2 separate regions of the Mus musculus genome follow, and region 2 is linked to region 1. Evidence: chromatin contacts called from public HiChIP or PLAC-seq data. All regions are on one chromosome and are shown on one strand. The core of a region is the stretch at or near the end of the contact, and the rest is flanking DNA. Distances in the headings are between cores, read along the strand shown.

The links. HiChIP or PLAC-seq counts read pairs in DNA pulled down with a chosen protein or histone mark.
Region 2: an H3K4me3 HiChIP or PLAC-seq map of embryonic limb bud shows a contact between it and region 1, with 6 times the contacts expected there. The contact joins the enhancer-like site here to the promoter of Ddx58 in region 1. A contact is called at or near these places in 14 of 39 promoter capture datasets (the 3T3-L1 cell line, the C10 cell line, the HPC-7 cell line and 10 more), 4 of 484 Hi-C or Micro-C datasets (the HL-1 cell line, Sertoli cells, adipose-derived mesenchymal stem cells and 1 more), 12 of 115 datasets of contacts at active chromatin or transcription factors (bone marrow-derived macrophages, craniofacial prominence, embryonic basal ganglia and 5 more) and 2 of 9 other capture datasets (adipose tissue and liver).

Annotation. Positions count from the first base shown.
Region 1 is chr4:40,237,830-40,241,825 of GRCm38.p6, forward strand. Ddx58 (DEAD/H box helicase 58) reads right to left here and starts at 1,996. Exons shown (of 18, transcript NM_172689.3): 1 at 1,762-1,996. The coding sequence starts at 1,867.
Region 2 is chr4:40,689,519-40,693,708 of GRCm38.p6, forward strand. Aptx (aprataxin) reads right to left here. Exons shown (of 8, transcript NM_001025444.3): 5 at 3,872-3,931; 6 at 1,451-1,677. Among named protein-coding and RNA genes, the nearest start is that of Aptx, 12 kb to the right of the region's middle. Within about 2 kb of position 1,788, at least 8 of the 459 cell types and tissues checked have an H3K27ac peak or open chromatin away from gene starts, as enhancers often do. A contact at or near this core is called in embryonic limb bud, where this site is marked.

The DNA of each region.
Region 1 (3,996 bases), core at 746-3,245:
TATACAGAGAAACCCTGTCTCAAAAAAACAAACAAACAAACAAACAAAAGTTAGACAAATAGGAAAGGAATGAGTCAAATGATTCTTATATAATCCTATAAAGACCCCCCAAAGACTACCACAAACTCTCAGCCCTCATAAAAAGTCAACCAAGAGGCAGGGTTCTAAATAAACATACAGAAACCAGTAGCTTACTTACATACTAAGAACAACCTGGCCCAGAAAGATATGGGGGAAGGAGGGAGTTCTATTCACAATAGCCTCAAACAAACAAATAACAACAAACCCTAACCAAAGAGGTGAACGATAGCTACAATGCAAACTTCTAAGGCAGTGGGAAAAAAAAATTCTTGAAGACACTGGAAGATTTCAGAAAGATCTCCCAAGATGGGTGGAAATAATACTATAAAAAGGCCTCTAGCACCAAGAACAATCTACAAATTCAACATAATCCACATTTTTAAAAAAATCTCATAACTAAACAGACAAAAAACCAAAACCCTAAAATTCATGAAACTAAAACAGGCACCCTGAGAGGAAAGGATGATACTTTAAATGGGGGAGGGAGGGAGGGAGGGAGTGTGATGAACCTCATGTTATAAGAAAGCAGAACGGGGTACCATTTGGGGGGGAGGGCATCCAGAGAGGGACAGGTAAAGGGGGTGGAAGAGCCACAGAAGAGGCAATTAAATAAGAACAAAGAGCAATGGCAGGAATGGCTGAACAAACTAGTTACTTTGTTTCAGTATTGAAACTAGTTACTTTGTATGCTAATGTAAATGACTAAAGATCAGATTAAAGGATTGAAAGGCAAGTGACCCTGGTGTTAAGAAACCTCTTGGGTGGGTTTCCTCTCCTCAGACCCCGCCCCCAATCATTAGGGCTTTTTTGCTGCTTCTCTCTAACACAACCGGGATGTGGGTAGCCCTGGGTAGTGCTCTTTTACTCCTCTCTGCATAGCCTGTTAGGCTTCGGAACTCAAGAGAGTCAGAATTAACCTGCAGTTGCCACCGTCGTCCAACGCCAGGAAAGACATCTAGGCTTTAACTGGCAAAATGAAAAGTAGCTGCCGCACGCCCTCGGTCACCCCTTCAAACGCCCTCTCCCTTCTCCCTGGGGGTGGGGGTGAGGTGGGGAGGTCTGTTTGCTCAGGTGGAAACACCCAGTGCAATTTACAAAGAGTCTATTATCCACCAATCAAATCCCCAAAGCTAGATATGAACAACTGTGTTAAACTCTGAACACACGGAGTCTGGAGAAAGTTTTCTTCCACGGACTTCCTGTGAGCAACATCCTTTGACAGAAATGTGCGTGTCAGTCAGTCCTCTTGCTTCCTGCGGCCCCCACCTCCACCTTTGGCCCGAGCCCAAAGCCTTGCTCTTTGCTCTGTACAGGAATCTAAGGAGGGGCGGGCGCATTCTGATTTCTCAGTTTCTCATGACAGGACAAAGGGAGGCACACAGCAGTCTAGAAGGTGTAAATAAGAGAAACAAACTATTTCCCCAGCATTGAAAGAAAGAAAAGAGTGGCATCCTTATGCAAGTTACTACAGCTTGCAGGAATTTTGTTCCTGACCATCAAATCCCTATGCTGTCTACTCTAATATGGCCTGGGAGTCTCACATACACCGGGTTACACAAATTAACTTAAGGACAGCGCGGGGGAGGGGGGGGGGCAGAGCCTTCAATTGTTTCTGATCTGAGTGATGTTTTCCCCTCGCTAAGGTGGAGAGCCTGAGAGCCCCAGTTGGGGACCACTCACCATCCTCGAGCCAGGAACTCATGTAGCTGAGGATGTAGGTGGGGTCCAGAATCTTCTTGATATAGTCTCTGAATGCTTGCAGATTCTGCCGCTGCTCCGCTGTCATTCTGTGGCTCCAGGCGATCGATGAGCGCCCTGGCTCCCGCAAATCCGCCAGAGATGAACGAAGTGGGGACTTTCCAAGGAGTCCCGATGAAAAAGCTGCCTAGCCGGCTGGCCATAGGAAATCGAAACTGCCTCAGGGCGCTGGGGAGGGGGGGGGCGGGGGGGCGGGGCGGGGATCCAGTTTCGTTTCTGAACCTAGACAGCCACTGAACCGCAAGGACCCAGAAGTACCTTGGAAATTGCCTTTAAGTTGGGGCGCAGCTTTTCGCGTGGTGGCTTTATATTTCTAAAGTGCGCACAATTGAAGTGCATTGTTCAATGAGTTTCGAAAAACATAAACACCCGTTACCTCTTCCACAGATCAGCTGGGTCCTGCAATAATCTTTAACCATTCCCCGCGCCCCCCCCCCCTCGGGGCAGGGTTTCTCTATGTAGCTCTGACTGTCCTGGAACTAGATCTATAGACCAGGCTGGCCTCAAACTCACAGAGCTCCGAAATCGTCCCTGCTTCGGTCTCACAAGAACCGGGATTAAAGACCCCCACCCCCTCCACCACCTCCTCCATGCCACCACACCACCACCACCAGGCCTAAAGAAGAGTTGAGGGAAAGATTGCAGGGTGGGGAGGGGGACGAAGGGGATAGGAACTCCACAGGAAGACCAACAGAGTCAACAAACTTTGATCCTTAGGGCTCTCAGAGACACCACTAAGCAAAGAGCACACACAGGCTGGACCTAGGCCTCCCTGCACTTTTGTAGCAGGTGTGAGTTTAGTCTTTTATGAGTCCCAAACAACTGGAGCGTGGCTGTCCCAAAAGCTGTTGCCTGTCCGTGGGATATGTTCTTCTAGCTGGGCAGTCTTGTCTGACCTCAGTGGGAGAGGATGCGCCTAGCCTAACAGAGACTTGATATGCCAGTGTGTGTGTGTGTGTGTGTGTGTGTGTGTGTGTGTGTGTGTGTGTGTGTGTGTTTGTTTGATACCCAAAGGGGCCTCCAACCGCTCAGAGTAGGGGAGGGGGCATGAAGTGACTGAGTAGGGGAGGGGGCATGAAGTGACTGGGAGGGGACAGTGAGTGGGATGTAAAGTGAATACGTTAAAAAAAAAAGTGAAAAAAAAAATTTAAAGAAAATGCCCTAGCCGGGTGTGGTGGCACACGCCTTTAATCCCAGCACTCCAGAGGCAGGCGGATTTCTGAGTTCGAGGCCAGTTTGGTCTACATAGTGAGTTCCAGGACAGCCAGGGCTATACAGAGAAACCCTGTCTCAAAAAAACAAAACAACAACAACAAAAAAAAGCAAAACAACAACAACAACAACAAAAGCCCTACAGGCCAGTCTTATGATTTCCTTAATTGAAGGCCCCTCCTCTATGATGAATTCAGCTTGTGTCAAATTGACCTAAAAGTACCCAGCACACCAGCTCTGGAAGTTATCCAACGCTTCTTTTAGAGTGATCATACGTTTAGTTTTACTCTTGGTTCTACAGTTATTTCAAATTAACTTTTCGATATAACACGAAAACTACAGCAACTTTTTCCAGACTTCTGATTGTATACTCTCACATATGCTGAAAACCTACCGTTTCTGGATAGCCTTGGGACCTTTATCAGGAAAAAGAAAAAGACAAAACGGACTTTACGTGTGTAGATCTGCTTCTGACTCTCTTCCAACTGTTTCTACTCCCTGACATTTATAACAGTACCAACCACTTCACCTGGGTTACTGCAGATTGCAAATGAAATCTTGAAATCAGGTAGTATTGAGTCCCCCAAACTTGTTTCTCATTATAAAGTGTGTAAAACCATGCCGGGGGGTTTTACATTTCCATATCCAATACCAACAGGTCAATTGAAAAACAAAACCAAGTAACTACCAACTGGATGTTTATCAGGGCTGCGCTGAGCCCACAGATGCAGTCAGAGGACCAGTCTTCTCCAGGAGCATGGCATTTCTTTCCATTTATTTAGGTCTCTGGTTTCTCTCAGCCGTACCTTACCGTTTTAAGGGTACAAATCTTTTATACGTCACATTAACTTTCCTCCATGTCCTTTAATACTAATGTAAATGGGATTGTTCATGAATTCTTATTTTCAAGTTGTTGCTACCCTACAGAAATACAAGTGGGTTTTG
Region 2 (4,190 bases), core at 538-3,037, 450 kb after region 1:
ACAACCATCCGTAACAAGATCTGACTCCCCCTTCTGGTGTGTCTGAAGACAGCTACAGTGTACTTACATATAATAATAAATAAATCTTTAAAAAAAAAAAATAAAAAAATAAATTCATAAATACAAAAATAAATAAGGGAGAAAGCAAGTGGCCTCACATACACATGCATACACACACACATATGAATATTTAATGCTTAGTAAGTATCTAATTAAACATTAGGCATTTCATAGTAAATAATATAGGATAGGACTTTGCATCTAGAATAATTAAATTCTAATGAAGAAAAACAAATAAGTAAGAAAAATTCAAATAACATTTTAAAAAAGAACATGCCATGCATGCTGGCACATGTCTGAAATCCTAGCGCTTGGGAAGTTGAAGTAGGAGGATTCTGAATTTAAGGCCAGCCTGGGCTAGAGTGAGAACCTGTCTGAAAGAAAGAGAGGGAGAGGGAGAGGGAGAGGGAGAGAGGGAGAGGGAGAGAGGGAGAGGGAGAGGGGGAGGGGGAGGGGGAGAGGGAGAGGGAGAGGGAGAGGGAGAGGGAGAGCTAAGGGGTTGCAGAGATGTCTCAGCAGTTAAGAGCAGGAGTTGCTCCTCCAGAGGACCCACATTATTATCAACCATCTCTAACTCCAGTTCCAACAGATCCCATGCCCCCTTCTGGCCTCCATGGACACCAAGGACACATATAATAGATGTACATGCAGGCAAACCATCCATACACATAAAATAAAAATAAATCTCAAAAATATTCAAGTGGTTATCTGGAGTAGAAACCCCTGTAGCCCCAGCCTCAGGAAGCTGATGTGACAAGAGTCCCAAAAAATAAAAACCTTTACAATCTAAGTTTCCTGTTGTTTATTATAGGATCGTTTTTTAAAAGTTGGGACAGAGGCATACCCAAAGGCATAGCCCATGCATTCTCTTTTTGCTTGGACCAAATAAATTGAAAGAGTTTATCCTACATGCACTCTGTGGGAGAAAAACAACCATTCTGCCCCAAATTCTTCTCCAACTAAGCCAGTGAAGTACAGTCCCCACATTTTCGCTCATTTATTTGAAGCTGTGCGTACCCTGAGCTGATTTCTACAGAAGTCCATGATGCTTTGTTTCCTTTAGAGCAATGGTCCTTAATTATTTAGTTATTAAAGGTAACTCCAAGAATGTCAACAAGCCACAAGCCACTGAGCCCTCATCTAAGGTATCGAAGCTACTTCATCAAGCTTGCATGTTGAAACGCTTAACCTCTGAGGTAAGTATAAAACTACAAGGGACTGAATTACATGCAGAAGCAGGAACCTGGGCTCACAGGCAAGTTAGGCAAGTACGAGATTTGGCCCATGTGCCTCGCAAACATCCCATTGCCTCCCCTGGGCTACTCAGCGACTCAAGTGCAGGCTGCTCACAGGACACACCAGCATACACCACCCTCACCCCAAGGCTTACCTCATGCTGGGAATGGCATGGTAGCCCAATCGGAAGCGCAGTTTGCTGGATCCAGCAAAATCTGCTATCACCTTCTCCCCCACAGCGTGCATATGTTTGAGAAGTTCAAGGTGTTCACTGGTCACAACCTTCAGACTGGAAATGGAGGCCCACGGTAAGACCAGCCAGTGGTGACGGGCCTTGGGGTATTTATCCTTAATCACCACCACCTGGTCGTCTTTGTAAACCTAGCGGAGAGCGCGGGAAGGAAGGAAAGAGGCAGCAGCTGAGGACCTTCTGTGCACGTGCCGTCTGCTCAGTCAGTCACTGACTTACTTGAAAACACGGTGGAGAAAGTTTTAAGAGGTAGAGCAGATGCAGACACACTGCCAGCGTCTTACACCCGTCACATCATTACACAGTGAGGAATCAGGCTTCCAACCCAAACCCCATAAACTCCAGAGCCCAGGTTTTGAAACAGCACACTACATAGGCTACAGAGAAGATACACAGTACAAGAGCTCTCAAGAACTCAATGTTAAATCTCCCCAGGCAGAATTCAACCCCAGCTCTCTAACACAGACCTGCATCCATGTGTGTAGACCTCAAGGAACCCTGACTGAAGCAGGCCTCAAAGGCTCCTCCAAAGATGACTTCTGACATGTCGGAAGACAGCATTACGACAGTCACCCTCTGATGATCCCTTCAAAAGGACCTTGCTCAGGTTAGCAAAATCTCTTTTTTTAACACTTATTATTTATTTGGGGAGAGCACAGGACAACTTAAGGAGTTTATTCTCTCCTGCCATGTTGATTCCAGGACTGAACTCAAGTTGTCAGCCTTGGCAGCAAGCACCCTTACCCACTAAGCCCTCTTGCCAGTCCACAATCTCTCCTAACAGCAGCCAGAAGGTAAAAGGAGACAAAGCAGACAGCATATTCATCTCAAGAAGTAAGCGACCGGGCTGGTGAGATGGCTCAGTGGGTAAGAGCACCCGACTGCTTTTCCAAAGGTCCAGAGTTCAAATCCCAGCAACCACATGGTGGCTCACAACCATCTGTGACAAGATCTGACGCCCTCTCCTGGAGTGTCTGAAGACAGCTACAGTGTACTTACATATAATAATAAATAAAAATCTAAAAAAAAAAAAAAAAATTTTTAATAAAAAAAAAAAAAAAAAAAAAAAAGAAGAAGTAAGCGACCTCCAGTTACTTTTTATAAAACCACTTTAACAAACTCACAATCAAAAACCAGTGCACTATGTATCAAAAGATGGCCTAGTCGGCCATCACTGGAAAGAGAGGCCCATTGGACTTGCAAACTTTATATGCCCCAGTACAGGGGAACGCCAGGGCCAAAATGTGGGAGTGGGTGGGTAGGGGAGTGGGTGGGAGGGTATGGGGGACTTTTGGGATAGCATTGGAAATGTAAATGAGGAAAATATGTAATAAAAAGTATAAAAAAAAAAAAACCAGTGCACAGATTAAGGTAGCTACTCACACACACTTGCCCAGTACTCAATGTTGTGTATCTCAGTGAACTTTTATAGTTAAAATGGCCATTTTGAGGCTGTGGGGTTTCATTTAGGGTTTAACACTATCAATAACAATCTATGCACTTATGTGCAACGAAAAGAAAAAGCGATGCAAGCTCAGGCTAGAAACAGCTTACATGCTCTTTCATGACCCCCGTGCCCATCAACCCTGAATGGATAATGTGCCATATATACAAAATGGAGTGCATTTGGGAATCAGGGGCTGGGCATGGAGGTGTATGATCTTACCCCAGCACTCAGGAAGCACAGGCGGACACACCTCTGAGTCTGAGGAAAGCCTGCTCTACAGAGCATTTCAGGACACCAAGGCTATAGAAAGAGACCCTGTCTCAAAAAAGGGGCGAGGGGGCCACTGCAGAGAAGATCTTAAGAGTACAGCTATTCTTCCAGGATCCAGGCTTGATTCCCAATACCCACATAGTGATCCGCAATCATCCAGTCCCAGGGGACTCTTCTGGCATCCTCACGCACCAGGCACATACATGTGCACAGACATACATACAGGCAAAACACCCTTCACATTAAAATAAATCAAAAATGTTTTCAAAAGAAAAATGAAATCACAAAATCTACAGGAAAATGGATGAACTCAAAAAGTATAATACTAAGCAAGGTGATCCAAAATCAGGAAATTTTCATATATATGGCTCCTAGCCTATAATGTATGCACGTATATGTGGAAACAGCTATTAAGTGTGGGTATAGTATAACATTTAGAGAAGAGACCAAAAATGTAGTGTTAAGTGATTCTTGTCCTCATAGACCAGTGCAGTAACAGAATCCCACGAGGAAGAGCTGGCATCCTTTGGCTTCATCTATAGTTACCACGTTAGTAGCATGCTCATGGACTCTATGACAGACACTAAAGTATACAATTTTATTCTGACCTGCATTTTGGGGTCTTTCATAGACATCTTCAAGCCTTGACTCCAGTGGCCCAGTGATTCCTAAATAAAAAAACAATGTAAATGAGAATGCCAGTAATGAAATGTAGCTAATACTACTTATCAGCAGCGTCCAAATGAAACATGGAAGGAAGGTTAGCTTTGAGAATGACACTAGGCTTCCTTTGCTTCGGCCCATCGCCCTTTAGGACCACAAGCTTCCCCACCATCTTCTACATCTAGACCTGGGTGTAAGGATGGAGGCCTGCCATGGAACTTTGTCCAATGTGCAAGGATTGCTACCTTGACTAGGAGCAGCTAA